Linked DNA regions of Sus scrofa: region 1 is linked to region 2. Evidence: chromatin contacts called from public promoter capture Hi-C data. All regions are on one chromosome and are shown on one strand. The core of a region is the stretch at or near the end of the contact, and the rest is flanking DNA. Distances in the headings are between cores, read along the strand shown.

What was found. Promoter capture Hi-C pulls out the DNA fragments that hold promoters and counts their contacts.
Region 1: a promoter capture Hi-C map of fetal liver shows a contact between it and region 2, with 2.7 times the contacts expected there. The contact joins the promoter of NEMP1 here to the promoter of LOC106510300 in region 2. A contact is called at or near these places in 1 of 5 promoter capture datasets (fetal liver) and 1 of 47 Hi-C or Micro-C datasets (heart right ventricle).

Annotation. Positions count from the first base shown.
Region 1 is chr5:22,388,567-22,391,410 of Sscrofa11.1, reverse strand. NEMP1 (nuclear envelope integral membrane protein 1) reads left to right here and starts at 1,314. Exons shown (of 9, transcript XM_003481636.4): 1 at 1,314-1,455. The coding sequence starts at 1,329.
Region 2 is chr5:21,173,521-21,176,365 of Sscrofa11.1, reverse strand. It overlaps LOC106510300 (basic proline-rich protein-like), which reads right to left and starts at 1,304. Exons shown (of 2, transcript XM_013997622.1): 1 at 996-1,304; 2 at 517-927. The coding sequence starts at 1,304. The coding sequence ends at 517. CD63 (CD63 antigen) reads left to right here and starts at 141. Exons shown (of 8, transcript XM_005663878.2): 1 at 141-693; 2 at 1,292-1,368; 3 at 2,349-2,537; 4 at 2,705-2,779. The coding sequence starts at 1,303. LOC102162669 (a long non-coding RNA gene) reads right to left here and starts at 473. Exons shown (of 2, transcript XR_303407.3): 1 at 355-473.

The DNA.
Region 1 (2,844 bases), core at 65-2,564, 1.2 Mb before region 2:
TAAGGAGAAGCACCTGATGCACAGAAAGACTTCCAGCAGGAGTTCCTGTTGTGGTGCAGCAGAAATGGATAGGATGAGGAACCGTGAGGTTGCAGGTTCGATCCCTGGCCTTGCTCAGTGGTTAAGGAACCACAGCCCAGCCCAATGAGCTATGAAATCTTGGGCAAGTTCCTTTACCTGTCTTAGCCTTGGCTTCTTCATAAATAAAGCTATTTGCACTGGGAACTGTGTCTAGTCACTTATGATGGTGCATGATAATGTGAGAAAAAAGAATGTGTACATGTATGTGTAACTGGGTCACCATGCTGTACAGTAGAAAACTGACAGAACACTGTAAACCAGCTATAATAGAAAAAAATAAAAATCATGATATTAAAAAATAAATAAAGCTATTTATCTCACAGGATGTCGTGAGGAAGAAACAAATTTCTCTTAATCCTTGCATGCATTTTGCTTTCAAAACAACCAACCAACAAACCAAACAAAAAAACACAAACCTCTACCAACCACTCTATGACTGTATTTTTTTAATGATTTTTATTTTTTCCATTATAGTTGGTTTACAGTGTTCTGTCAATGTCTACCGTACAGCAAAGTGACCTATATATATATATATATATATATATATGCACATTCTTTTTCTCATATTTTCCTCCATCATGTTCCATCATAAGTGACTAGATGTAGTTCCCTGTGCTATACAGCAGGATCTCATTGTTTATCCACTCCAAATGCAATAGTTTGCATTATCAACCCCAGATTCCCAGCCTATGACTGAATTTTTAAACGTTAATGTTTATTCCTTACAAAACTGTCAAAACAATTTTTTGTGCGTAACATTTCTATTTTAAATCATTTAGGACTTTGGAGAACACAGTCCTCTTACTTAAGCTTCCCACAACAAAAAGATCATGGTAAAAAGGGAACGAATGAAAACAAGGAACCTGAGATAGATTCCATGGAAATTATCATTTGGTAAAGAGGGCCTCGCCCATTCTAATTTCGTATTGGTTATGCTTACCATCAATCACTCTAGTTGTAAATAAACTGGAGACGGAAGCATGTTGTTAAGGGGTGGGATCTTCCTGTCGCCATTACTAAGGTGAGGACCCGTTTTCTAATAGGCTGAAAGCTGCTTCTTCCCGCCCTCTCGCGTCAGTTGCTGAGAGGCGGGACTATAGGATCCGTAACCAACGGAGTGCTCGAAGCCCCGCCCATCCGATTGGTTGGTAGGGGGCGGGTCTTGTAGCGGATAGGCTGCTGGCCCTGCCTGTTCCGGGTTAGTTGCCGGGGAGAGGCACGTGAGGAAGAGGCGGCGTGTGGCGACCATGGCGGGAGGAATGAAAGTGGCGGTCTTGCCGGCAGTTGGTTCCGGGCCCTGGAGTTGGCGGTCCGGGGGCTGTGGGGCAGTGTGGCTGCTCCTGGTCCTTTCCGGCTGCTTGGTCTGCGGCTCAGGTACCGCCCGGGCAGCAGCTGCCGAGGGGGCGGGTGCCGAGGGGTTATATTTAGAAAAGTGGGGAGTGTCTGCGGGGCGCTGGCCGTTTTTCTGCAGAGGGGGCAAGGACGTGGTGCAGAGGAAAAAAATCTTCATCCTCGGTGAATGGGCGCCGGCACTGAGGAGCCGGGGCCCTGAGGCGGCCTGGGGGAGCTACCTAGAGTGGGGAGAAGCCTGGAGCCTTTTGGCAGAGACCGGGAGGCCTGAACTGAGTGAGAATTGGTCCTGGGGCTGCGTCGCGCTGTGCGGGCCTCCTTAACTTTTTTGGTTAAAAGGAAGGTGACTCGAAGACCGAATGGGCAGGCAGAGCTGCAGCTGGAAAGGGAGCAGCATCCCATTCATTCAACAGATGAGCAACACATGAGCGTATGCTATCAGGACTCAGGTCGGGGTAGCCGAGCAGATATAGTTCCCTGAAAAGCCGTGATCTCTGTCAGTATCTGTCATTTCTGCCCCTTAAGATTCTGGCCCTATAGAACCGACCTGGAGTTGTTAAATTCCCGTTACCAAAAAAAGATACAAACGCTATTCAGTATCTAATATATTCGGAAATTTATTCATTTCTCAAGATGATTTACTTGGTTGCCGTTACTGGATCATTGGTTTTGGACTGTCATGACATTGTTTTCCTTTTCCACTTGAATCCAGAAAACCTAGAATGTGTTTGTAAAACCTCCCTTGTACCCTTCATAAATGCACAACAGAAAGATGAATGAGGTTTCCAAACATCCACTGGACGGAGTTCAGACTCATGGGGTTAAGGATAATCTTATCTCCTAAATGCACATGACTTCTTACCTCTCCCGTCCTTTGCTGCCTATCTCTTGCTGTCACTTATGATTATCCTTAGCTGCAGCTTTAAGGTTGTCTCAGGATCCATATAACTAGTTCCAAGGTGCAACGTCCTTCTGAAACGGTATTTTTTAGGGAGAGGGGAGAAAGTATCCAGGAAGGTACTTTCCAGAGGCAGAGCCCACAGTAACATTTGAAGGGCTGCATATGATCTGAATGAACTCTGGCTAGATGTTTGTCCTTAGAAGTTGTGTATTACGGAGATGAAAGAACACATGTGTATCAAAATGCTCCTACATAATCATTGAGTAGTTAACAGGCTCAAAGTTACTTTAATGAGGACAGAAACAGGAGAAAGGTAAACTCGGGATAAATGTTCTTTATGGCCTAGAAGATCATATAGGTGGCAGCTGCAGAGACAGTCATGTAATAGAATAGAACTTTCCAAAACTGAGAGGTATCTAAAAAAATGGAATACTTCAAAAGGCAGGGAGTTCTTTCTCTGGAGGTTTTTGAAAAATTTGATTATAAAAATAACGGGAGTTTATTTTAAACTA
Region 2 (2,845 bases), core at 55-2,554:
GAAGGAACACCCCTTCTAGAATGGTGGGGGACCCCCAGGATGTGAAGCCAGGGACTTTCTAAAAGTGTTTATTCGCGACCCACCCTATCCCAGGGACCCAACAGCGCCCTCTACTGACTCGGGGAAGGGGTGAGGGGCTGGAACAGAGTTGGAGCGAGAGGAAGGGAGTGGGCTCTGGGTGGAGGATGAGGAGGCCTCTTGAAGACCATCTTGTCCCCTCGCCTCAGCTCCGCCGCCCGGGCTGGGTGCACAGAGGGTTCCTCTGGGCCGCTCATCCCTCCTTTAGCTCTCACACGTCTCCCCCGTTTGCCTGAGCCAAAGAAAAGCAGGCGGCGCCTGGTCCCCCTCTCCTACCCCGAGTTGGCACGGGGCTGGGGAAGCCAGGAGAACCCAGGCACCCCGGGGTCTTGCCCTTGGTGCCCTCCCTTTGCGGGGGGTGGGCGCCGTCTTCCAGGCAGGGGCCACGTGGCCTTGACCCGGCCGGGGTCTCGGCCTTCCTCCTGCAGGCCGGGTGACTCAGGCCGCAGCTGTTCTCGCGTCACATGAGGGAGGCTGGCGGCTACTCGGCGGGGGAGGGGGCTGCGGATGGAGCCGGGGCGGGGCCGCGCGCCGGGCGGGGCCGGAGCCGGGGGGCGCAGCTAGAGAGCCCCTGAGCCGCGGCGGGAGTGCAGCGCACAGCCTCGGGGAGCCCAGGTGAGGCCGCGGAGCCCGCTCCGGCTCTGGCGTCGGGGTGTTGGGGGGAATCGCCAGCCGCTCCCCGCTCAGGGCCTCGCTCCGGGCCTCTGAAGATCGGCTTCGCTCCCCCGCTGCTCCCGAGGCCCTCGCAACTTTGCAACTTTGGAAAGTTCCGGAGGCCCGGGAGGGGTGGGATGCGGAGCGCGGGACGCACTTATTTTTGGCGGTGGTCAGAGCCCAGGGGAAAGTGGCCTGGGGATCGGGCTAGAGCTGAGGACAATTTTGGGGGGCTGGTTGGGTGGGGAGGGGGTGTTTAACACCTGGGGGCTGGCGGGCCCAGGGTGGGCGTCCAGCCCTGGCCCCAGCGGGCGCCCTTGGATCAGTCCGGGGCCAGGGACGCGGCGGGGCGGGGTCCGGGCTGGGCGACGGGCGCCCCCACCCCTCTCCTGCAGGGAGAAGAGGGGGCTGGGAGACGTGGATCTGACCGCGGGTTTCCGGGTGGGAGGGGCCGGGAATGGGGGCCGCGCAGGGGAGGTCTCGAGGGCCGGCAGGGCGCTCCGAAGCCCGGATACCCCTTCGACCGGTTCTAATCCCCCTGCCCTCCCCTGTGCCCCAGGCCAGGCAGCCATGGCGGTGGAAGGAGGAATGAGATGTGTCAAGTTCTTGCTCTACGTTCTTCTGCTGGCCTTTTGCGTGAGTGGGGAGCGGGGACGATGGGGGCGCGCTGGCAGGGTGCGGGGAGAACTGGCTCGGGAGTGCTGACGGCTGAGGGGTCAAGAAGGAAGGCAGCTGGAGAGCAGATGTGGAAGGAACTCCCGGCTAACGGCCGAGGGCAGCGCGGCCATCGCCTCCTCCAGCTCAAAGCAGGGATCTTTGAGACTGTTTGGGATCGAGAATGGCCGGCCTGGGTGCCTAGCACCCTCCCCGTAATCCCTCCTTGCCTTTCCTGTCTGGTGACCCAACCTCTTGTGATATGGGGCAGTGGGGCAACCCGCCAACGGCTTGATGCTATCACCACGGGGTGCCCCTCCGCACCCTCCACCCCCCCTTCCTCTCCATTCCCTCATACCCCCTCCTTCCTGCTTGGGGGTTGGAGAGGGCTCTGTCCACCTAGATGGCTCCTGCCCTGGGCCCCCGGCTTGAGAGAGGATTGTTTGTCCAGGGAGGGGCAGGTCACCCTTACCCCGCTTCCTCCTCCCTTCTCCTCCCTGGCCTAGTGGGCCTGAGGAACCCGAGTCCTGAGGAACCCTAGTGGGCCCCAGGAACCCTAGTCACAGCTGGTGAGGATGTGGTGGGCACTGGAGGACAGTGAGAGGGCAGTTCTGGGAGCCCTGGAGGCCCATAGGAAGAGGCTCACAGGAAGCACTTCTCTTTGTTGGGAATTTGTGCCCTGGGGTCAAGGCTTTCTGGGAACTTCTCTTTTTGCCTTGGTGAGGAGCGGGTTGTGGAAGGTGTGGTTCCTTCTGACTGCCTTCTCTGAGAGCCTTGAACAGTTTCCCAGCCCTCCCTGGCAAGGATGGCTCACCCTTCTCCCCCACAGTTAGGTCCCCTGGAGGTGTGAGAATCCGTCTCTGGAGTGGGGTTCTGGTCTGTGTCCCGGGTCCATCGCGCCCTCCACCTTGGAGGGCTGATGGGTTGTGCGGCCTCTCAGTCCTGCTCTGTCCTCCCCGCAGGCCTGTGCCGTGGGACTGATCGCCGTGGGGATCTGGGTCCAGCTCGTGCTAAATCAGACCATTACCCAGGGGGCCACCCCTGGCTCCCTGTTGCCTGTGGTCATCATCGCAGTGGGTGCCTTCCTCTTCCTGGTGGCCTTTGTGGGCTGCTGTGGGACCTGCAAGGAGAACTACTGTCTTATGGTCACAGTGAGTGGCGGTGGGCCAGCACGGGGCCTGGCCCTCCTGGAAGGGCGTTCCTCTGGAGAGGGCTTGGGAGGGTGGGTGGGTGAAGGAAACTTCTGTGAATGTTCCTGAGAATGGCAGGCCCCCCTTGCCCAGACGCCAAACCTGACTCTCGTCCTTTGCGCCCGCAGTTTGCCATCTTCCTGTCCCTTATCATGCTGGTGGAGGTGGCAGCCGCCATTGCTGGCTATGTGTTTAGAGACAAGGTAAGCAGGGACTAAGGGGAGGGCCTCGTCTCAGAGGCCCGGCTACTCTGGGACCCAGGTGCCCCG